7 separate regions of the Mus musculus genome follow, and all the other regions are linked to region 7. A link is a contact called in public HiChIP or PLAC-seq, Micro-C and promoter capture Hi-C data. All regions are on one chromosome and are shown on one strand. Each heading gives the region's core, a stretch centred on a gene start, on an enhancer-like site or on the middle of the called end of the contact. The rest is flanking DNA. Distances are from core to core; before and after follow the strand shown. Region 1 holds the start of Nim1k (NIM1 serine/threonine protein kinase). Region 2 holds the start of Zfp131 (zinc finger protein 131). Region 3 holds the start of Hmgcs1 (3-hydroxy-3-methylglutaryl-Coenzyme A synthase 1). Region 4 holds the start of Emb (embigin). Region 5 holds the start of 3110070M22Rik (RIKEN cDNA 3110070M22 gene). Region 6 holds the start of Parp8 (poly (ADP-ribose) polymerase family, member 8). Region 7 holds the start of Mrps30 (mitochondrial ribosomal protein S30).

Region 1 (2,977 bases), core at 92-2,591, 1.4 Mb before region 7:
AACATGTAATAAATAAATTAAAAAAAAAAATTAAAAAAAAAAAAGAAAGCTACAGTATAAAAAAAAAAAAAAAAAAAAAAAGATGGAGAATCCTTCCTTATCAACTGACTGGGTTGGGGAAGCAGTCCTTTCCGTCCCTGGGCTTCCCTTGCACGTGATTCTGTGCATGGAGCTGTCCAAGGTTTTTGGTCTTGCTCTTTACTGTTCCTGACCCCTTTAAGGAACACGCAGGAGGCAGCAGCAAAGAAAGGTCTGAGTATGTCTGGAGTCCCAGTGCTTGGGTTCCAGTCCCAGCCCCAGCGTTCCACAGGTTGGGGACCTTAACTGAAGCCTATGTCTGTCTTTGCTTCAGTTTATTTATCTGCTAAAGCAAGGGACGGTAATATCAGAACTTCTCACATTGCTGTGAAGAGTCTTTGTAAAATTATTTAATACACTGTCTGGCAAATAGAGAAAAATAAATAAAACAGACTCTTCTAGACCCACAACTTCTGCCTCATAAAAATTTTAGATGTCGATTATCTTGATTCTTGTAGTTTTGCCCTGGCATCCAGGGATACACGCGGTGGGCGGTAAGAGAAAGTGGGCAGACTGCTCACAGAGCTGAACTTAGACTCTTAGGTCTGGCTCAGCCATTAAGCCCTCTGTGACAGGAACTGGCTTTCCCCCTCTATTAAATAAAGCATGTTAACTCCAGGAATTATCTTCTATGTTCTGTGGCATCTGTATCAAATTCCCTGCTCTACATTCAATTCAACGGCCTAGCTTCCTAGATCGTAAACTAGAAAAACATCATTTGGCACCCACCACCAGCCAGGATATCACAGCAGGGAGTAGACAAGCAATAAGAGGGCCGCGACTAGGTGGCACCCTGAGAACTAGGCCTGATGTGTATACAAGGGATGGGGCAGAGGGCGACAGAAGCACTTCTTTCTGCAGAGCTTAAAAGCCCTGCTACTCACCCGGAGGAGCTGTCGCGGTGCTTTGCTGGAAGTCTCTGCTCTGTTGGAAGGATTACAGGATAGTGTCGCGGAAGGAAGGAATGAGAGCGCGCAGGGGCTGTTCCGGCAAGGTGTTAAGTTGAGTCGCTTTCTGCTGTGTCTCTGCTTCCCATCGTCACTCTAGGCCCAAACCCCCTCCCGGAAAGTCTGCAGTGGGTGTCCCCTTGCCACACAACTACACACTCCCCTCTCTTCCGCTCCTCCCTCCTGGCTGCCATAGAAACCAGCCTGCCAGGTCCAGGCCGGCTTCCCGTCGCAGTGACCATCCAGTCTCCTTTCCCTGCTCCCCAGAGCCAACCCCCCGCTCAGGATTGGTCCTGTTCAGGACGCTGCGAAGCCCTCGGCTCTGGTGGCGGAGCCAGGCGCAGACAGGCAACGGGGTTTGCCACGGCCCTGTGGGTCAGATCTGCTGCCGTAGGAGCGACCCAGACGTCTGCGCCCCGGGACACAGGAGCTTGTGCCAGCGTCTGCCACTCTGCTCCTCGCCTGGCCGCGCATCGAGCTCCCCAGGCGGCCTCCGGACCGAGGTAAGCGGGGCTCGTCGCCAGCGCCTGGGTCACGCTAGCCTCGCCACCTCTGAGCTAGAAAGAAGCAGATCCGGGATCTCAAGGGAGAAAGGGAGACACGAATTCTGGCCCCGGTGGCGGTTGAAGTGGGGTTAGGAGAAGGTTAAGTGCTCCTGGGGACGTCCACCGAGTCCATCAGCACTCTGCAGAAGGGGACATTGACACCAAGGCGCAGGCTCCCGCCCCTGTATGAGATGCCCTGGTCTGGGCGCGTGTGTGCACCCCTCTGTGTGCACCGGGCAGTGTCACCCGTGCCTATCTGTGTCACACGTGAGCCAGAGGGCAGCCTAGCGTCTCGCATGCCCACACCGGTTCTCTGAACCACAAGAGCCAGGCGCCAGCCCAAATCCGTTAGTTTGTAACTAGGGCTGAGCACCTGTGTGACCTGGATTAGGAGCGGACTTAACTTCTCACAGCTGTGGCCCGGGGGAGGGGTGGTGGTGGCATGAACCCTCAAGGACACCATACACCAGAATCCTCCCCTAGAGAAAGGTGCTTCTTTGGGAAGATCCAACAAAGTAAGGAGGAGCCTCATTTCTCTTCCCAGGCACCTCTCTAGGATTATTATAATGGAAATAGAGGACCTGGAGATACAACCAGGAAGAGACTTCCACAGGGTCTTTAAAACTCTGCAAGCAGAACCCATGGATTCCGAAGGAGAGGCCAAGAGATTGACTGTCCCCTTTCCCTCTCTTCCTCTTCTCTTCACTCTACCTCACCCTTTCTCTCCCTTCCTTTTTCAGTTCCCCCTTCCGGAGTGTAGTAGACAAGAGTGCTCTATGTTAAACACTCCTCCCACCCCCTGCCAACACACACACACACACACACACACACACACACACACACACACACACACACACACACACACACTCCATTTCAAAATAAGGACAAATGAATCACATTCTAACTGCTGCTCGCTGTGAAATTCAGACAAGTTTGGAAACTAAACAAATCACATTTGCACTCTGGGGCCTGGGGTATCCAGAAGGGAAACAAGCAAACCCAGAGGAACAAAAATTTGTTCCAAGTTACGATTTCAAACGGGAATGTAAAACAGGTATTTGTTTATCGTAATAGGGATTTTTTAAAAAAATGTTTGAAGATCTGCATACACAGTTTGCATCATCAGCATTCAGTGTGATTCACAGAAGCACTTCAGGAGATGGTTTTTGTTAGTGTTGCAAAAGCCCTTCTAATTTTGGTTGCCATGGTAACTAAAGAAGGCGCCCTGCACTTAAAGAGGCTGCCTGGATGGAACTGTTCCTGAAGGGAACTCCTCATGTCCCCTCCCGTCGCCACAACAATAACAGAATTCATAAAGAGATTTGTTTCTTTTCCTTAAAGTAGTTAAACTCTAAGCCATGTTTTGGTGTTTTGTTTTGTTTAAGTTTTTTTCCCCCAAATTTTCAG
Region 2 (3,265 bases), core at 718-3,217, 1.4 Mb before region 7:
GAAGCAGCCCTCCATCCTGGAGTTTCCCCCAAAGCTTATTTTTATATGTAATTTCTTGTCCTAAGAAATAGTGTGAATAGGGGCTGGAGCGATGGGCTGGCGATTAAAGAGAAACTTGCTGCTCTTCCATTTCCATAATCCATGTGGTAATTCATAAGCATCTGTATCTCCAGTTCTGGCAAGAGGCACACGCATGGTGCACATATGTACATGCAGACAAAACAATTATATACATTAATCTAGAATTTTTTTTTTTTTTTTTTTTTTGTTTTTCCGAGACAGGGTTTCTCTGTATAGCCCTGGCTGTCCTGGAACTCACTTGGTAGACCAGGCTGGCCTCGAACTCAAAATCTGCCTGTCTCTGCCTCCCAAATGCTGGGATTAAAGGCGTGTGCCACCACTGCCCAGTTTAGAAAAAAAATTTAATGGGTGTAATAACAACAATCCTAATACTAAAAACATACAGCAGACCAGTTCAATCTACAAGGCGCTAATCCGTCACTCTCGAAGATTCTTCATAAATTATCCACACACTTTAATGCTTTAGCGCTTTCCCCTAAAGAGGTTCATATAGCTAAATACTTCGTTGACATCATCGTGTCTACTTAGTTGCCCCCTCATAATGATTATCTCCATTCTCTTCCTGCTGGACTTTAAGGATTCCACTCCTAAAATGTTAAAAAGATCGGATATCTTGGACCCTTAAGGCTGTCGCGTGCCTGTCCCAGCAAAAGGAACACTGTGACCTTCAAGGCTGCATGTGCTGTGTTATGTCTGGCTCCAACTCACACCGCTTTGTTGGACTCTCCAGATTACCTTGTTCGTAATACCGACCTGCTGTTCAGACCTGAACCTCCGCTCAGACTAAAGTCTGAATGTAGAAAGCGCGTGTTCTCGCCCAATTCCGCGCCCCCCCCCCCCCGTTTCTTAAAACAATTACAATTAAAACAATTACAATGGCATTGCCTCAAAAACTTTTGAAGTGAATACATCCACTCTCGCACAGGACTGGACTTTCCATTAGTCTTTATTGTCCAACTCATTGAGATTACCGATCAGTACCCATTAACTATCAGAGCATTGCCCTCAGACGAGCCTTTCTTGGGATGAATGAGTGAGCCGGCCACGTGCAACTGAGTGGCAGTCCCCAGCCACTTTAGGGGCGGGTGCGGAGAGCTGGGATGAAGGAATCACAACTGGATCTCTGCAGGCTGACCGGGTTGGTGAGTCTGCAGGCACGTGCTGCCACCGCCGGGCAGACATCGGGGACAGAGAGAGAAATAGAGATCCCCGGCGCCGGAGCCTGCTCGTCCCCGCGGCCGCCGAGCCCAGGGCGCAAGTGCGTCGGCGGGACCCCTAGCTGATCGTCCGAGCGTCCCTGCCGCGGAGGTGAAGATGGAGAGCGAGGAGCTGCCTGGGTACCCGAGCAGCTGCGCCACGGGACTAGAGAGCGTGGAAAGAAAGGCACGAGGCCCCGGCGCCAGCTAGGTAAGGGTAAGGGCCCACCTCCGCTCCGGAAAGGGGGCGGGGCGGGGCGGGGCCGCGGGATATAAGCGTCCCGGGCCGCCGAGCCGGTATTCCACCGGGAGTTCGCGATCGGAAGTGCAGCTACGGGCCCGGTGGGGGCGGGCTGGCTGCCGGAGCGCAGCGTCGCCAGGGCCTCAGCCTTCCCGGTGCTCAGACTGCCTTGCTCTACTGGGAGAAGCCGCAGCAGAGCCCACGGAAGCCTTCGAAGCGCCGCGCGGGGAGCCCCGAATCCCCCCCGGGGGGGCTCCCTCCCCCCTCCCCTCCTTACTGGGCCCCAGGGGCGTGGCCAGGCTTCGCAGGGATTGGCGCTCCGGGTGCGTCCGCGTCCGGCGTGGTGACGCAGCACGTCGACGTAAGTGACGCGCAGGCCCCGGGCCGCTCCTCCTTCCCTGAGTGAGTGCCGGCCGGGTCGGGGCGGGGGGGGGGGGGGGGTAGAGGAGGGAGAGGCGCCGGAGGGAGAGGCGACCCGGGGAGTCGTTGTGGGCCGCGGGCCGGACCGGGGCCGGGGCCGCCGCAGCCTGGGCCGGGCGGAAGGCTCGGCGGGCCGTTGGGAGGCCGCCGAGGCTGTTCGGGGTCCTCCCCGGCCGGACTTGCGCTCCCGGGCGTCCCTGAGCCTCCCGGCACTGTGCCCACCCCGCTCCAGCTCGCGTCTCCAGGCTCCGATTAGGTCAGGCTCGGAGTTCCGCGGCCGCGGCTCCGGCCCGCGACGCGCGGCGGCCGCTCGGCTGGCTCGCCTTTCTTCTTCCCCAGCCTTGCTCTCGGCCTCCCCCTCCCCCTTCTCTCCCCCTCCACCCGGCACCTGGGTTTTGGTTTGGTTTCTTGTTGTAGGGGTTTTGTGTCAGCCCGAGCTCATGGGTGTACATTATCATGCTCCTCTTTTGTAGAGCACCCCGACGGCCATGGAGGCTGAAGAGACGATGGAATGCCTTCAGGAGTTTCCTGAACATCATAAAATGATCTTGGACCGATTGAATGAACAACGGGAGCAGGACCGGTTTACGGACATCACCCTGATTGTCGACGGTGGGTCGGGGTAGTGGGCAGAGGAGGAAAAATGGGGAGCTTCAGTTCTCTCTCGCTGCCCGCCTTTTTGTACCCACCCTCTCCGGGCTCTCTTCCAAAGTCGGTGGAGGGTTTGCATCAGACCCGGGAGGGCGCCTGTCAGTGCTGCTCACGTAGACCATGCCGCAGAAAGCTGGTTGGCTAGTCTGGATTTTAATCTCCTAGTCTGATATGCATCATCACATTTTAACTTCTTGCTGCATGCTCAAGTTTTATAATTGCACACTCGTTAGATAGGTGCCCGGAGGAGAGAGAGAAGATACCTCAAAACGTTTGGTCAGACAAGGAGGCAACAAGGAGGCGGTCTCAGTGTTTTTTGTTAATAAGCCCGTTCTTAGCAAGCTGCTTTGAGGAGTCCAGCACAAGAATCATTTGGGAAGTTTTCATTCTAGTTTTCCAAAATGGTGTGGAAAGGAAAGTGGATGAGAAACCACCTACACTCATTGGGGCTACACTCATACCCACTGTGAGTGACTAAAAAATAAATTGGGAATCTGCTAGTCGTGCTTGTATAGGCAAATCCAGATTAGGGTTCCTTTTAGTGAACATTGGCTTTCTAGACAAGATGTTCCTTATAATGAAAGTTTGTAGGTGTGTTGTGCCTACAGCTATATTAGGCATATTGAAAAATTTCCTGTACCAAACACACTGGCTTTGTACTCCCCCACCCCTTTCT
Region 3 (2,812 bases), core at 56-2,555, 1.3 Mb before region 7:
CAGCCTTGTCTCCAGTCTGATGGAATCTGCACAATAAAAATTTAAACCACAGCATGGAAGGAAAAAAAAAAATCTGTAACTATGAGTAGTCTGGTTTGTTAATGTTTGGCATGCCCTTGCTTCTCAAGATTCAACCCTAAAATACAGCAAAGGTTAGCAGCCATCGCACCAGCAGGAGGGAGGTTGCAGTAGAGGTGGGTAGAGAAAACAGGCAGAGATGGCCTGAGGCCAAGGCCACAGGGGCAAGCTTGGCAAGAAGGACAACCTCCTGCCACCTACTCCCCAATTCCCTCCTCCAGAATGTTGCCAAGCAATTCTTTCCCTACCACTGGTCAAAGAAGGTCATGTTTCCAAAGACTTCCATACACCTTGCTTTGAAACTTCCATGACTTAAACCAAAGTCTGTGTGCCGGTTGGGCCATCACATCTTTATAACACTTAAGGCTGGCTGTTATTAACAGTAGTAGACGAGAACATCTTAGCAGAAAGGGAGGGGGAGGGGAAAAGTGAGAGGGAGGGGAGAGAAAGGGGGGAGGTGCCGAGCTCACTAATCTTTGCTTTTCAGCAAGCCACGTACCAAAGGGGTCCAGGCCATCAATCCTTGGCTAGGTCTAAATCACAATTGTGATTTCTTGCACCCGAATTGGGGAGAAGTAACACTGCCCACTTTCCCTCATCAATGCTGTAAGTGGAGGCAGGACACACCCCCTGCCAACCTACAACCCTCCCTCTGAGCCTGAGCTTCCCCATCCCTTTGGGGTCCACCATTAACCCGAGGGTCGCTCTGACACCCCAGCTCCCTTCTGATCCCCTGCCGACGCCTCCACTTCGGTGGTCACAGGCACCTCTAAGGCGACTCCGGCTTCTGACTATGTCATCAGAACACGGAGCCCTCAACGCCCTCTGCCTTCTCTGCGCGTCCCGCCGGCGCACAGTGGAGTCCGGGTCCCCTCCGGAGTCCCCAAGCCCTCAAGCTCCCACACAAGCTCGCTCCCAGCGCCCCATCCTCCGGGACCCGGCTCACGCCTTAGCCCAGACCAGAGCGCAGAGCCTTCCGGCCTGGTCAAGGACACCGCCTCCTCCCCGCACACGCCGCCCGCGGCCTCGGCCTTTGGCTGGCCGGCCCCGCGCGGGACACTCACCCAAAGGGGATCAGACCCTGGAAGAAGAACGAGCAAAGCAAGGAGACCGCAGACTGTGCCTCCCGCCCTCCGCAGCTTTATAGCCACCGACCCACCCGACTCGGGCAGCGCCGGGAGGGGACAGAGGGCGGGACAGCGGCTACCTCTGCCAATCCCGGGACTCAGAGTCGCTCGGGAGCGCCCGCCCCCCGATCCGCTTTCAGCCAATGAGAGGCGGGGACTCGCTAGGGTTTTCCCTCGCTGCCGGAAGGGCGGGGTAAGGGGTGGGAACAAAGTCCGAGGACCTGGGAAGTGGGGTGAGACGGTGACGTAGGGTGGCCCGAGAACAAGCCTGCCAATGGCGGGACGGCGAGAGACGGCGAGAGCCAACGGGAGCGGAGTGAGAGGTTCTCCGACCAATTGAAGGTCAGTGAGAGGAGATAGAGACCAATGGCGACTCGGCGTCCCACTCCTGGGGAGAGATGGTCAAGGGTGGGAGGTGAGTTGGTCCCCCGCTTGGGAGGCTGTCAGGTTGCCTAGCAACCACAGCTCGGCTTCACCTGTAAAATATTTGAAATACTTGATTTGAATTCAGTCGTGACTCTTTTCTAAGTTTCCAGAGCAGCAAATTGCATCTGCATCACAAGTTTTAGCATAATGCTTCACCCAGAATTTCTAAATTTGTAAGTATTCTTAAGTGTCCAATTTAAACTACCTTGGCTTTTATAGAAACTGCGACTGAGACAATAAGTAAACCTAAAAAACGATATTTTAGGATATAGGAGTGAATAAGAATGATGCAGGGCTTGTCTGAGAAGGAAGGTTTATACAAATCAGTGTTTGTTGTTGTTTTGGTTTTCGTTTTTTGTTTGTTTGTTTTTTTTAATTTATTATTTTGGCACTTGGTCCAAACAGAAACTGTACTGCTTAGCTTTGTTGAGGTTGAATGACTGAGGTTCAGAACTGTATTACTAACTCTTCGTCCTTTTTTTAATCATTAAATACATTTTTTTAAAAAAAACTTTTATTGGATATTTTCTTTATTTACATTTCAAATGTTATCCCCTTTCCTGGTTTCCCCTCCGAAAAACACCCTCCCACTATCACCTCCCCTCTCCCCCTGCTCACAAACCCATCCACTCCTGCTTCCTGGCCCTGGCATTCCCACACTGGAGCATAGAGCTTCCATAGGACAAAGGGCCTCTTCTCCCACTGATGTCCGACTAGGCCATCCTCTGCTGCATATGCAGCTGGAGCCATGAGTCCCACCATGTGTGCTCTTTGGTTGGTGGCTTAGTCCCTGGGAGCTCTGGGGGTACTGGTTAGTTCATATAGTTGTTCCTCCTATGAGGCTGCAAACCCCTTCAACTCCTTGGGTCCTTTTTCTGGTTCCTTCATTGGGGACCCTATGCTCAGTCCAGTGGATGGCTGTGAGCACCCACTAAGGTATATTTGTCAGGCACAATTCTTCTTATGTTAATTCCATTACCCCTCCAAGAACTGTGGATAAGGGCTATTGATAATTCATTGTTTCTTAGCACTACTGCTGTGTGAAGTTTATTGTACACTACAGATGCTAACTTGCTAAGCAAAACAGGCCTTGCCCCAAAGGGAATGAGAGGTGTCATTGTATTTGTTTGGTCTTATCTGAGCTAAATATGGGTAACCATGGCTGGAAACATGAGTATGTG
Region 4 (2,846 bases), core at 248-2,747, 1.2 Mb after region 7:
GCAAAAGAAGCGAGTTAGAAAAAGAGGCTATATTTTTCAGAAGCATATGATAAATGATGCATGGAAGAGGACCGAAGAACCAGGTTCGCCTGGTAAGGTCATGTCCTAAACTATTATGATGGAAAACATGTGGAACAAGAAAATCTAGGGACTAGAAGAATCCAAGTTAACAGTGTGTGTGTGTGTCCTTTTGACCATTTTCTTTTATACTATGTTTAACCAATCTACATGCTATAACCTCATGGAAATAATTTATAATAGCGCAAAACCTTGTGTGGAATAATGTCTGGATTTAGTTCCCAGTAAAGCCAGTCTTTCAACTGCTTAAGAAAGTTAGTGGTGACTTAAATGGGAGCTAACCTGCCACAGACACAGGAACTTGCACTGAAAAGCATTGGATCGCTTGCAACACATAAAGTATAAAAAGGTGAGTTAAGGTGGCAAAATAGATCTTGACCCGGTAATGTTTTTCACGGAAATCCTTCTGTCCGCATGCCGTAAACACGCAACCCAACACCCTTGAAAAATGTTTTGTTTTTATAAAGATTGTTATGAAAAGACAACACACACGTCTAATTTTCTTATCTGGGCTTGTTTGAGTTGGCTGGCTATCGCGATTTTTACCCTCTGCTCTAAAAATCATACTCAATTTCAACACCTGCCAGGAGGAAAGGTGATACGAGAGCCTCGCTGTGGCTCTAATGAAGGGAGCCGGCCTCGCGGAATGTGGACTCATAATCATGCCACACTAGCAGAAGCCCCCAGTCTCCCCCGCACAAACCCACGCACTCTATTTGCCCACTTCCTAGGAAAAATCCGACCCTGTCTCACTACCAGCTCCCAGGATCAAACTGAGCTTTACTGGGACGGGATCATCCCTATACCCGGCGGATGCGGAGCCACCCGGGCTCCCACGTTTCCTCCTTGGGTAACCCGCGCCCAGCCAATGAAAGGCCACCCCCCTCTCCGCTCCGTAGCCGCCTGCGCCTGCATCCCCGCGGCCCCTGCGCGAGCGGCAAGGGATGTCGTCGGGCTGGAGGGTCGCCGCCACTGAGCCTCTTCCGGTGAACCCAGAGCCCTCCCCGCGCCAGCCCCCCGAACCCCCCAGGTACCTGTGGGATCGCCCTCAGCCGGATCAGGGCGCGTCGCCGCCAGAAGACATAGAAGGAGGAGCGGGTAACCAGGCGCCACAAGCGCCCTCAGGCCAGTGTGCGAGCGCATGGCGCGGGCGGGTCTGTCCAGGAGGTCGCTAAGGCACCCTCAGCTCGCTGCGATCCGTCTCCGTTGGTCCCTGTGTACACTTGCTGGTAACTGGGCGCCCACTGCCAGTCCTGGGGACAGGACACTCGAGAATAAACCGAGTGGGAGGGGCCCGGCCGCCCTGGCCTCCACCCCCGAGACGCTCCCAGCGCAATTGCGCCGGCCTTCCATCAATTATGCAGCCCGCAGCCCGCTACCGGCGCGCCCGGATGTGCTGTGCAACCTCGGCGCCGAATCCTCTCCCGCCCCCACCCTCTGGCTAACACAGGTTGGGGAGGGACCTAGCTCCTGGAGCCAGCCAGGTGTGTGTACCCCATCACCTCCCGGAGGGGTTGCAACTCCCCACAGAGTGTTCTTTCCATCCGTTGGATGGGTTCACACATTTACTTTGATGTGACAGGTGAAAAGGACCGGATAGTTCTGCTCCTATACATCTTTGGATGTGCAAAGGTTTCTTCTTACCAGACCGAGGGCGCTATTCAGTGCCCCCAAGCCCGGTACTTAAATTAATGTTTCTCAGAGCTTTCTATTAGTCGTGCATACCCTCCCCCTCTGAAGGTTTGGCCAGTTCCCTCCGGATTAAGATTTCAGAGTCCCTAGGCCCCACAGTGTGTTTCCCTTTGTTTGCTTGCGGCAACAGCTCTCCTGGCGCCAAAGAGCTCACCAAACAAAAACTAAGTTAAGGGGATTCTGTGTAAATGGCAGAAGGCCATTCATCTTTGTCAAACATTGTGGAATACAATGTTATCTCTTACCCACGCGGGGCCGGAGGTTGAAGTTTCTTACTCTCCTATCAAATAAATTGAGATAGTTCAAAACAATTGTTTTCCTATTCAGCGGGAAAGGCGTCTAGGTTAAAACTAGTGAGCCTTAAATCCGGGGCACTCAGCAAGCCCTACTTAGTAGCCCTTTGTCCCTTAGGAACCTCCACTCAGGTAAAACTGAAGGAAGGAATTAAAGAATGATGTGGTATGAAGCAGAGCTGGAGTTAATTAAAAAGAGGGTTTTCTCAGAGTAGATTTAAATATGAGGGCTAATAACAATAAGACACATCCAAGACCAGGTGCATGGGTTTCAGAGCTGTGTTTTAACAGTAACCATAAAGACCATTTTGGTGGCTCCCAAGTTACAACTCAAAGGGGCTGCTAAGAGCCCCTCCCCCCATCCCTCCTTTTTGTAGGGTGGCTACAGGGGCGCCTTTCGTGGAGTTACAGTCTGATAAGATCAAAACATGGACTGCAAGCGTTCTACCGGATAGTTAAGACATTTCCTTTTGTTGTAAATGGGGTTGCAGGTGAGATTCCTGGAAAACTGTGGGCTTATACATGGAGAAGAAGAAAAGTCATGTCATTTACGCTGAGGGCATTAAACGCGACCCGTAGCAATTTTTACCTTTTTGTTTGAGGTCTCTATGAAGATAATAGTGTCTCTGTGTAACACAGCAAATACTAGTTGTGATGGAATGCTTGCCTGAGGTGGGGGCAGGTCTATTATTATTATTATTATTATTATTATTATTATTATTATTATTATATATGAGTACATTGTAGCTGTCTTCAGACCACCAGAAGAGGGCATCAGATCTC
Region 5 (3,255 bases), core at 367-2,866, 1.1 Mb before region 7:
CAAGTACACACACAAATAGAGCACTCATATACATAGAATAAGTAAATCTTTTTTTTTTAAATAAGCAAGCATGATTCTGAGCTGAGTTCTAATCTGCCACAGCCTACTGAAATCAATAATCGGTCCACTTGTCAAACGCTTCAGTGCTGTGCCACATCTGAGCTTTAACATTTTTATTGTGTTTTTGGATGTTTGCCTGCATCTTGTGGTGCTTGTAGAGGTCAGAAGAGAGGACGGGACAGGAGTCACAGTCTTGTGAGCTGCCATGTGGGTGCTCGGAACTAAACCCGGGTCCCTGCACGAGCAGCCGGTCCCTCGTGTGGACAAACAGCCCACAGGTCTTCACGCTGATCTCTACTTTTCTGGATGTCTGACACTTTCACTTAGAAACGTTTTAAACAGAACCTAATGGCTCCTCGGCAGTTCAGTGGTTGTTTGCACGGTGTGTGTGTGTGTGTGTGTGTGTGTGTGTGTGTGTGAGTGTGTGTGTGTGTGTGTATGTGTGTGTGTGTGTGTGTGTGTGTGTATGTGTGTGTGTGTGTATGTGTGTGTGTGTGTGTGTATGTGTGTGTGTGTGTGTGTGTATGTGTGTGTGTGTGTATGTGTGTGTGTGTGTGTGTGTGTGTGTGTGTGTGTATGTGTGTGTGTGTGTGTGTATGTGTGTGTGTGTGTGTGTGTGTGTGTGTGTGTGTGGCATTTGGGAGTACAGAGTGCTGGATTCAGGTCTGTTGTCCCAGCACTCAGGGAACAATCACGAGCTCCGATAACATTCCCAGATCAACAGGAAGAGCACAAAGAGACCATGTCTCAAAAAGTGAACCATCAAGCAACATTATCACAACACACAAAAACACCCCCTGACCCAAACTGCCTTCATCCGGCTTTACAAACCGGTCCTCACACTATGGTTGCCGTGTCAGTCAACGCGTTTAAGTCGGGAGCCAAACTATCAAACGCAGATGTCGGATCTGGTGCTGATAATCAATACAAGGAGCAGACGCAAACCTCTTTTCACGTCAGCGTGACTCTGAGGCCATCCGGTCTCTCTCCGCGTGTGAAAGAGCGCCCGTGACGGCGACAGATACAATGGACAGTGAAGCGTTTCCACGTGTTTCTGTTCTGAGCCGACTCCTCCACGCGTGCTGTTCTGAGGTCCGTGGGATCGAGTAAGTTTTAGATTAAAAAGAATGGATTTCTACGATGTCGACTGTTAAACTGCACAGGAGGCCTCAGCTCTCCACCCGCCCACCGGCTCCCCGCTTCGCTTCGGGTTGGAAAAAGCGCAGAGCCGAGAAGAGCGGCGTCGACGGGGTCGGAGGGCGAGAGAGGGAGGGCAGGGGAGGGAGGGAGGGAGGGAGGGAGGGAGGGAGGGAGGGAGGGAGGGAGGGGTGAGGCTCTGAGAGGTTTCGAGTCCACCCTGAGCCCGCAGCCCCGGCCCGGGACTCGATCCTCCGCCTCGCCCGGCTCCGGCTCCCTCTGGACGCAGCGCGGTCCGGCCGTCCCTCCCCGCCCGGCGAGCCGCGGCTCGGCTCCACCCGGCGCGCCTCGCGGTAGGCGGGCGGACGACGGCGCCCCGCCCCTCGGCCGCACCATAGAGACGCGCGCGCCGCCGGCCAGAGCGGCCGAGTCCTCCGGGTCCCCGCGGACGCCGGGATGCGGGTCGCTCGCTGGATGAGCCTGAGCCGGTGGCCGCCCTGAGCTCTGCACGCCCTCAGAGCCCTCAGAGCCGGACGGAAACGTGGAAAACGTCCCGTCGGTGTCTGTGCTCATCGAGTCACCCCGCTCACCACGATGCTCACCTGTGGCGGCCGGGATGGAGAAGCCCCTCGCCGGCTGCAGGGCACACCGTGGGTCGGGGGCTCGACGGCTCAGACGTTCCTAACGTCCTGCAGTGGACGCCACAGGGCAGACGATGCAGGATCGCGCGACCTGTCAGACCAGACGCACCGCAGCGCTTCACCGCCCCCTTGGGGATTTCTCAAGGCTTTGCTACTCACCGGCGGGGGCGACACGGGCGATGGGAGGCGGCTGATCTCAGGACATCGAGGGCAAAGCAAGAAGGCTCAGCGGTTAAGAACACTGACTGCTCTTCATACAATGCATCCTGAATCCTTGTGTTGGGCTCGGCTACAGAATCGCTTCAGATGAACTATTCCAGCAGAGGGCCACAGTCATCCCCCTGCCTCACACAGTCACACAGCCACATCCCCCTGCCCCACACTCAATCAGCATCATCCCCCTGTGTCAGCGGGGGGATGTTAAGAACACTGACTGCTCTTCATACAATGCATCCTGAATCCTTGTGTTGGGCTCGGCTACAGAATCGCTTCAGATGAACTATTCCAGCAGAGGGCCACAGTCATCCCCCTGCGTCAGAAAATCACTCACAGAATCGCTTCAGATGAACTATTCCAGCAGAGGAGCTCCTTTACTGAAGGGCACTGACCAAGTGGAAATATGCTGGACACATAGTGATATATCTCAACTAGGAGAGGCTAACTTTAGTGAGGTAGTTGGGACGATCATAGATGGACTGGCCCAAGTTCAAGGCTGGATCATGACAAGAACTGTTGTGGACCAACCCTCAAGGGGAGGAAGACTCTTCAGGGGGGTTTAAACACCCCCCACCCTCCTGAGACCCGGCTTTCCTGCTTCCGGAGTTCCTGCTCTGGTTTTGGGGGGTCTTTTTCTCTGAGCCTCTGCCTCATGTGTTTCCTCACCCCCAGTAAACACTTTTCTTCAACTGCCGGGTCTGTCTGTGGCATGAGATTGCTCTGCTGCCCTTTGTGGGCTTCAGAGTTCCTGCGTATGAACAGAGAAAAACAAACCGGATCTGGACACCTAGCCTATATCATTTAGGTTGCAACAGGGTTGCTTTGGTCACTTTTCTTTTTTGATATACAGCTTTGCTTTTTATAGTTTGGATAGGGGAGGAAATGATGCCTCTTTTTTTTTTTTTTTTTTTTGGTTTTTCGAGACAGGGTTTTTCTGTGTAGCCCTGACTGTCCTCGAACTCAGAAATTCGTCTGCCTCTGCCTCCCAAGTGCTGGGATTAAAGGTGTGCACCACCACGCCCGGCTGACCCCTCTTTTTAAGAGGAGCCAGCGGTAGGTTCAAAACCCTCTGGGTATTTTTTAAATTACTTTTTATTTTTGTGAGATAATATTTCTCCTTTCTCTTTCCTCCCTCCAAGCCCTCTCATAAAAGCCCAGGAGGCCTCAACCCTAATCTTCCCTGGAGAAGAGTACACCAACT
Region 6 (2,947 bases), core at 401-2,900, 1.4 Mb after region 7:
CCAGAGCTCTCAAGCTTCAAGGGATATGGATCTGAGCAGCTACAGGCCTCAGACCAGTCTCACAGTGACCTGTCTCTGTAGTTAGGTTAAGGATCACTGTGTCCAAGGCCAGGCTCAAAGGAGAGCTTTAACCCTGCAAAGCCCCACCTAACTGCTGTGGGATGTATGCTGTCTTCTGCCGTCACTAAAGGCTGTCGGAAACTGAGGATTACAAGAGGAAAAGCGTGAGAATACAGATGATGTTAAAAGGCTGGATATATACCATAAGCCTCCAGCCTGAGTGTTTCCAGCAGTCAGTCTCTGCCTTGAAAAGGGTTTGAAATTCTAATACTCTTCTGGGCGTGTCTGTTCAGCCCCTAGGCTCCAGGGTACTGACTCAGGCTTGCCAGCACAGGAAAAGCTTCCCCTACTCACTATTCCTATCGGGAAGATTAAAAGGTTCCGGACAACATGATTGATAACACCTCCTATATTCCAGACACTGCTTGGTCTTAGAATGCAAAACAATATACCTATGGTCTGCCTGGGGGACACTTCTCAGAAACGATGCTAAAGAAAAGAGCTTGGTGGAGCGGGTTCAGGTTCCTTGCGGCAGAAAAGGTGGACCAACCATCATAAGCTTAAAGCAGGGCAATAGAGAGCGGACAGTATGGTTTTCCTTGTTGCGCAAGGTATTAGGGCTGGAGAAACTTTCCCTTGCCTCAGCCCACAGAAGGCTGAGGTTTTGAATAAGACCCAAGCCAGGTATCCCTGACTTAGGGAGTCCCCTCAGGCCAATTTCTTATGAACAGAGCTGGAAAGGAAGAACAAGAGTCTTTGGAGTCTAGAAAGGGCTTCATTTTCAAAAGAGCTTCTCAAACCTGGGACAAACAAACAAACAAACAAACCACCCTGAGAAGCAAAAGCAAAGCAAAACAATAAAAGAACCCCCATCACCTCACCACCAAAAAAGAAGGCAATAAGGAAATGGGAGAGTCCTCCTAGAGTGATCTCCAGCCTTTCTCCCTTTGCCTGATGTGATTACAAGGAAAGACTTGTTCACTTTATTTTTAATTCGTAAAGATTTTTTTTTCTTTTCCCCCTCTTTCTTCCTCCCAGCCACTCCGGCTTGGGTTTCCATATGACTCATAATTCCTTCTGAAAGTGGAGTCGAATTCATAAAAGTGGTGGAAAGAGGAGGGGTGGTGGTGGTGGTGCGGGAGAGGCTGGGAGCTCCAGGGAGTCTTCACTACCTACACTGTCACTCAGCTCCCGGCTCGAGTGGCAGTCGGGGGTGGGGAAATCCAGCCTGCGCGGATGGCGGATACTATTAAAGCCCCAGCGGCGCGCAGCCGGGCCCGGTGACCCGCGGCGGGTGCGGGAGGGTCTGCGGCTGGCGGGCGGCGCTGCAGCAGCCTGGGCACGGCCGCCGCCCGCGGGCGCGAGTGTGCGCGGGTGTGGGAAGGCCGGCGTGCGGGCCGCGAGGGGTGTGCGCGCGTGAGTCGGAGCGGGGCTCGCCCCTCTCCGGCGCCTGCCGCTCCACAGCTGCCGATCGCTCTCCAGCGGTCCCCGGCCCCCTTCGGGCCCCTCGTTTTCCTACGGCCGTCAGTCCGGGCGGGGGTGGGGGGGGAGGGAGAAAGTGAGACTCCGTGTCATCACCATCCATTGTCAGAACAGGAGGAAATTGGAATCCAGCAGCGGCGAGCAGCAGCTGGGCGGTCACATCTGGGAATGCAAAGCCGACCTCCTCCTCCTCCTCCTCCTCCACCTCCTCCTCCTCTCTCACCCGGGATCACTTCCGAAACCACTTCGCCTTCAGCCCCTGCCTCGGCCAGAGGTTTCATTTTTAACTGAATATTTACGAAAGCTGGAAGCGTGCGAGGGGGGTGGGGTGGAGTGGAAATAGCGGCTGCTTCTTTTCCAGGGATTTATTTAATGGGGATGTGTTCAAGGCAAGAGAGAATTCAGAAGGATATCGACGTCGTGATCCAGAAGTCAAGAGCCGAGAAAGACTGCCTGTTTGCAGGTGAGTTCTTGCCTCTCGGATCCTGGGACCAGGAGTCAGCCTCCCCTCTGTCTACCCCCATTGCCCAGATTTCTGACCGCGACGCGTGTAGCTTGGGAGTGTGGGGCGGCAAGTCCCCATTCCGGGTGCATTTGGAAATAGCTGCAGCGGCGTGAGCTGAAACCCAAAGAGGAGGGGGGCACGAGCCACCCCCCTCCCCCCCAAAAAACCCCACCAGGCCAGGGCAGTCTCCGGCTCCTGGGGCAGGACCCGCGCGATCAGAGTGCAGGGGCCGGGCGCTGGGTTCCAGCCATTGGCGGTGCCCAGAGCATCCGAGCTTTGCCTCCCGGCTTCGGCAGCCGTGGCCGAGCGGGGCGGGCTAGAGCCCGGCGGCTTTGCGCCATCGGCCGAGCGGCGGCGGCCGGGAAGGGACCGGCTGCGCTGCGCTGCGCTGCGCTGCTCCCGCCAGGCGCCGAGGCCCCGGGAGAAGGCAGCGCTGGGCCGAGCTCCCGCCCCCTCCGCTGCACCCGCTCCTCGGCGAGCGCGCAGGACACCGCCCCGGGGAAGGGATGGATGGATTCCCGGGGTTCCCGAGCTACGCAGGCCCAACCTGGGGGTCGCTTTGCGTCCATCTTTGCTCCCCGTCCTCCCACCCCCCCATCCAAGGCCGAGGGCAGTTCGGGCTTCGCAGCCCGAAGCCTGCCAGGGGCTGCTTCCGGCTGCTTGGCTGGGAATTTCCCGCTGTTGCCATGGCACCCGGCACTTGTTGCGGGGGGCGGCCTCCCGCTGCACCCCACGGGGTGCTCCGCATCCCCTCCTGCACCACCCTGCTGGCGGCCCCTAGCTCTCCAGCCTTTGCTTCCCTCCCCATCGGGCCTCCTAGGCTCACACAAAAGTGTAGGTTCAAGACAGAATTGGGGTTAAAAACAACACATGGGGTGGCTTATAACACGACTTTCCGTT
Region 7 (2,994 bases), core at 459-2,958:
TTTGTTTCCATTTTGGCGAGTGCTCTTGTCTATGTGTTGAGTTTTAGGGCCTGAATTCACCTTCTATTATGAAATCAGTTCTGCTAATGTCTGGGTGCCTACTAAGGTTTTGGGTTTCTGTTATACCCATTATCTATATTTTTTTTTCATTCACGTGGCCATTCCACTTGTATCTTCAGGTTATGCTCCCATTTCAGAATCTCTGCATGTGTTTCTCCTTCTGGAACCTCCCTCTCCAGTATTTTCATGACTCATTTCTCAAATGATATCTTTACAAAAAAATAGTCCTCTGGTCAGGCTTTTTACATGGCAAACATCTACCCACACACTAGAGCACACTGATATTTTTCTTTACCCACTTTATTTTTTCCATGGCACCTATGAGTTTATAATAAATCATAAAGTTATGTATTATGATTACGATTTTCCTTCCTGTTAAGAATGCAAGGTCTCAGCCGGGCGTGGTGGTGCACGCCTTTAATCCCAGCCCTTGGGAGGCAGAGGCAGGTGTATTTCTGAGTTCGAGGCCAGCCTGGTCTACAGAGTGAATTCCAGGATAGCCAGGGCTATACAGAGAAACCCTGTCTCGAAAAACAAACAAAACAAAACAAAACAAAAAGAATGCAAGGTCTCTTTGGCTCACTAAGTAAGAAGACATTTAGCACCGTAACACATAGGGCGCACTCATAAATATCCATTAAATGAAACAGCTTGAGTAGCAGACAACCTGGGACCTAGTACCACCTCTGCCCCTAAGACAGTGGGTAGCTTTTGGCTTTATGTCTGCTTCCTTGCATGCAACTGAAAAGATTTGAATCATATTAGGCTGAAAAATAAAGTAATAGCTTCTTTATTAAGTTTATTGTAAAGAATCAGTTCATTTCAAACTAGTAAAGAGTTTAATACACAGCAAAATTCAAACAAATTGCTTAGTATGATTTATTTCATGTATTCCCCGACGTCTTGTATATTCAACTAAAAACACATTTCCCCGTTTCAAAATAAATTATATTACCTCATTAGCACTGAAGAATGTATGAAATAGTTTTCCTAAAGTTTAGTCGCGTTCACAGGTAAGTGATGCTGATATAATTTTTATAATTAGCAAGAATAAGTAAAGACATGTTGTATTTCATAAAATTCTAGTTCTAAAGGTGATGGAGGGTAACAGACTATATGAGGTACACAAATGACGTCAGAACTGTATGGATTTTAAGTTTCTCTTTGGAAGATATTTCTTTGTTTGTTTGTTTGTTTTGTTTTGTTTTGGAGACAGGGTTTCTCTGTATAGCCCTGGCTGTCCTGGAACTCACTCTGTAGACCAGCCTGGTCTCGAACTCAGAAATACACCTGCCTCTGCCTCCCAAATGCTGGGATTAAAGGCGTGCGCCACCACCGCCCGGCTGGAGGATATTTCTGAATGTTTGCGTGTGAAAAAAAGTGCGAGTTCCTAAAACATCCTACGAGCAAGGACTTTAATTGTTTCATTCTTCAGAGCATAACCGGTGGGAAAATATCTGGGGTAAGCGAATTTTTATCGCAGACAAATACTCAAAAAGAATACAACAAACTTCAAGGAGCATACTGATTGGTTGCAAACTGGATGACACAACGCACCACAGACACTCAGAGCACCCGCCTCCAAGAAGCGATTGGTCCCTACGGCAAGCGAAGAGGAACAATTCCTGCCAGTTGACCTCAAGTTCCGGGTCGCGGCGGGCGAAAATGGCGGCGGCCAGGTATTGGAAGCTGGTGCCCCGCGGCCGGGGATTGTCCCAGAATGCCGCTGCTAAGGCGTCCGCTACGGCCCCGGAGGTGAGAGACCTGGAGGTCGTGGCGACGCCCGTCGCGCGGTACCCGCCGATCGTGGCTTCCATGACCGCCGACAGCAAAGCGGCGCGGCAGCGGCGGGTGCAGCGCTGGCAGGCGACGGTGCACGCGGCCCCCTCGGTGGACGAGAAGATACGGATTCTCACCAAGATGCAGTTCAAGAAGTACGTGGTGCATCCGCAGATCTCCGCCTTGAACGCCGACCGCTGGTACCAGAGCTTCACCAAGACCGTGTTTGTCTCGGGCCTGCCGCCCGCCCCGGCGCTGTCGCCGCCGCCGCCCTCGCTCGACCTCGCCGCCCTGCGCGCCGCCGTGTGCGACTGCATCTTGCAGGAGCAGGTCTACGTGCGGCGCCGCCGGCCCCGCTCCCTCTTCGATCGTCGCCAGGCCCTCGCCTCCTCCATCCTGGACCAGGTAGTGAGGACGCTCGTGAACCTGCTCGCTCCACTCAACCCTGTCCTGAGCACTGCCGCTCTCGGTGAGCTTGGAACTCCCACCCTGAACGGGGGAAGTGGGGACGCCGTCGGCCAAGCTTTCCTGCAGGTTCAGTAGCACTCACTGAGTTAGGACTTACGGACCAAGTTTCAGGCGGCCTGCCCTCCTAAGGACTACTTGTTAAAGTTTAGTCTCACCCGAAGCTCATCACGTTTCCATGCTTTGATCAGGTTTTGTGTCTGAGCAGCCAAAAGTTTCTAAGAGACGGTTGTCTTTTGACTGCTTCACACGAAAGCTGGGTGACCATGGGTAAAACATCAACCTCTCTTACTTTGCCTTAATATCAAGATGAGAATTACTGTAATACTGTTTGGCCCTAGAATGTCGAAAGGTAAATAAGATATTATCAGCGTTACTAACATTTTCTTAGCATTTACTACTGTGTGTCGATCCCTTTCCCAAATGTTCTAAATGCCACCTACTTAATCCTCATAATAACAGAGTACATATCATGGATTCATTTTATAAATGAAGAGTGAAAAAGACACACGGTAAGTGTTGCTGCCTTCAGGCCCAACATCTGGTAGGTTGAGGGGTCAAGATTTGGTCCCAGTAAACAGAAATTTTCGTTCAGTGTGGACGTGAAAAAGAATGTATGTTTTTGTTTGGTTTTGATGGGGTGGTAGTACAGAAGGTTGAACTCAGGGACTAGAATACTCTCTGTCTTTG

The links. Promoter capture Hi-C pulls out the DNA fragments that hold promoters and counts their contacts. Hi-C and Micro-C count contacts between places; a contact is called where the count stands out from the background. HiChIP or PLAC-seq counts read pairs in DNA pulled down with a chosen protein or histone mark.
Region 1: a promoter capture Hi-C map of neural stem cells shows a contact between it and region 7. The contact joins the promoter of Nim1k here to the promoter of Mrps30 in region 7. A contact is called at or near these places in 2 of 39 promoter capture datasets (the C10 cell line and neural stem cells) and 1 of 115 datasets of contacts at active chromatin or transcription factors (astrocytes).
Region 2: a contact with region 7 is called in a promoter capture Hi-C map of neural stem cells. The contact joins the promoter of Zfp131 here to the promoter of Mrps30 in region 7. A contact is called at or near these places in 2 of 39 promoter capture datasets (neural stem cells and pre-B cells) and 2 of 115 datasets of contacts at active chromatin or transcription factors (embryonic stem cells and stem cell-derived neural progenitor cells).
Region 3: a contact with region 7 is called in an H3K4me3 HiChIP or PLAC-seq map of stem cell-derived neural progenitor cells, with 5 times the contacts expected there. The contact joins the promoter of Hmgcs1 here to the promoter of Mrps30 in region 7. A contact is called at or near these places in 1 of 39 promoter capture datasets (embryonic stem cells) and 2 of 115 datasets of contacts at active chromatin or transcription factors (large pre-B cells and stem cell-derived neural progenitor cells).
Region 4: a contact with region 7 is called in a Micro-C map of embryonic stem cells, with 2.6 times the contacts expected there. The contact joins the promoter of Emb here to the promoter of Mrps30 in region 7. A contact is called at or near these places in 8 of 39 promoter capture datasets (the C10 cell line, cranial neural crest, embryonic stem cells and 4 more), 1 of 15 datasets of contacts at CTCF or cohesin (large pre-B cells), 9 of 484 Hi-C or Micro-C datasets (the AtT-20 cell line, B cells, cerebellar granule neurons and 3 more), 12 of 115 datasets of contacts at active chromatin or transcription factors (acute myeloid leukemia, astrocytes, embryonic stem cells and 4 more) and 1 of 9 other capture datasets (embryonic stem cells).
Region 5: a promoter capture Hi-C map of pre-B cells shows a contact between it and region 7, with 8 times the contacts expected there. The contact joins the promoter of 3110070M22Rik here to the promoter of Mrps30 in region 7. A contact is called at or near these places in 13 of 39 promoter capture datasets (the 3T3-L1 cell line, the C10 cell line, the HPC-7 cell line and 7 more), 9 of 115 datasets of contacts at active chromatin or transcription factors (bone marrow-derived dendritic cells, embryonic stem cells, hepatocytes and 4 more) and 1 of 9 other capture datasets (adipose tissue).
Region 6: a contact with region 7 is called in a promoter capture Hi-C map of pre-B cells. The contact joins the promoter of Parp8 here to the promoter of Mrps30 in region 7. A contact is called at or near these places in 5 of 39 promoter capture datasets (the 3T3-L1 cell line, the C10 cell line, the HPC-7 cell line and 2 more), 4 of 484 Hi-C or Micro-C datasets (CD8 T cells, Th1 cells, cortical neurons and 1 more) and 2 of 9 other capture datasets (adipose tissue and liver).

What each region holds. Positions count from the first base shown.
Region 1 is chr13:119,754,246-119,757,222 of GRCm38.p6, reverse strand. It overlaps Nim1k (NIM1 serine/threonine protein kinase), which reads left to right and starts at 1,341. Exons shown (of 4, transcript NM_175538.3): 1 at 1,341-1,528. Gm41077 (predicted gene, 41077) reads right to left here and starts at 1,830. Exons shown (of 2, transcript NR_168716.1): 1 at 963-1,830.
Region 2 is chr13:119,789,434-119,792,698 of GRCm38.p6, reverse strand. Zfp131 (zinc finger protein 131) reads left to right here and starts at 1,967. Exons shown (of 8, transcript NM_001302548.1): 1 at 1,967-2,194; 2 at 2,412-2,550. The coding sequence starts at 2,427. Gm46390 reads right to left here and starts at 2,428. Exons shown (of 2, transcript XM_017315657.1): 1 at 2,417-2,428; 2 at 1,010-2,326. The coding sequence starts at 2,428. The coding sequence ends at 1,157.
Region 3 is chr13:119,688,844-119,691,655 of GRCm38.p6, reverse strand. It overlaps Hmgcs1 (3-hydroxy-3-methylglutaryl-Coenzyme A synthase 1), which reads right to left and starts at 1,305. Exons shown (of 10, transcript NM_001291439.1): 1 at 1,143-1,305.
Region 4 is chr13:117,219,224-117,222,069 of GRCm38.p6, reverse strand. Emb (embigin) reads right to left here and starts at 1,497. Exons shown (of 9, transcript NM_010330.4): 1 at 1,113-1,497. The coding sequence starts at 1,221.
Region 5 is chr13:119,486,745-119,489,999 of GRCm38.p6, reverse strand. It overlaps 3110070M22Rik (RIKEN cDNA 3110070M22 gene), which reads left to right and starts at 1,616. Exons shown (of 1, transcript NR_027974.1): 1 at 1,616-2,743. Tmem267 (transmembrane protein 267) reads right to left here and starts at 1,527. Exons shown (of 3, transcript NM_001177666.2): 1 at 1,006-1,527.
Region 6 is chr13:117,024,234-117,027,180 of GRCm38.p6, reverse strand. It overlaps Parp8 (poly (ADP-ribose) polymerase family, member 8), which reads left to right and starts at 1,650. Exons shown (of 27, transcript NM_001081009.2): 1 at 1,650-1,816; 2 at 1,904-2,005. The coding sequence starts at 1,915.
Region 7 is chr13:118,385,966-118,388,959 of GRCm38.p6, reverse strand. Mrps30 (mitochondrial ribosomal protein S30) reads left to right here and starts at 1,708. Exons shown (of 5, transcript NM_021556.3): 1 at 1,708-2,308. The coding sequence starts at 1,726.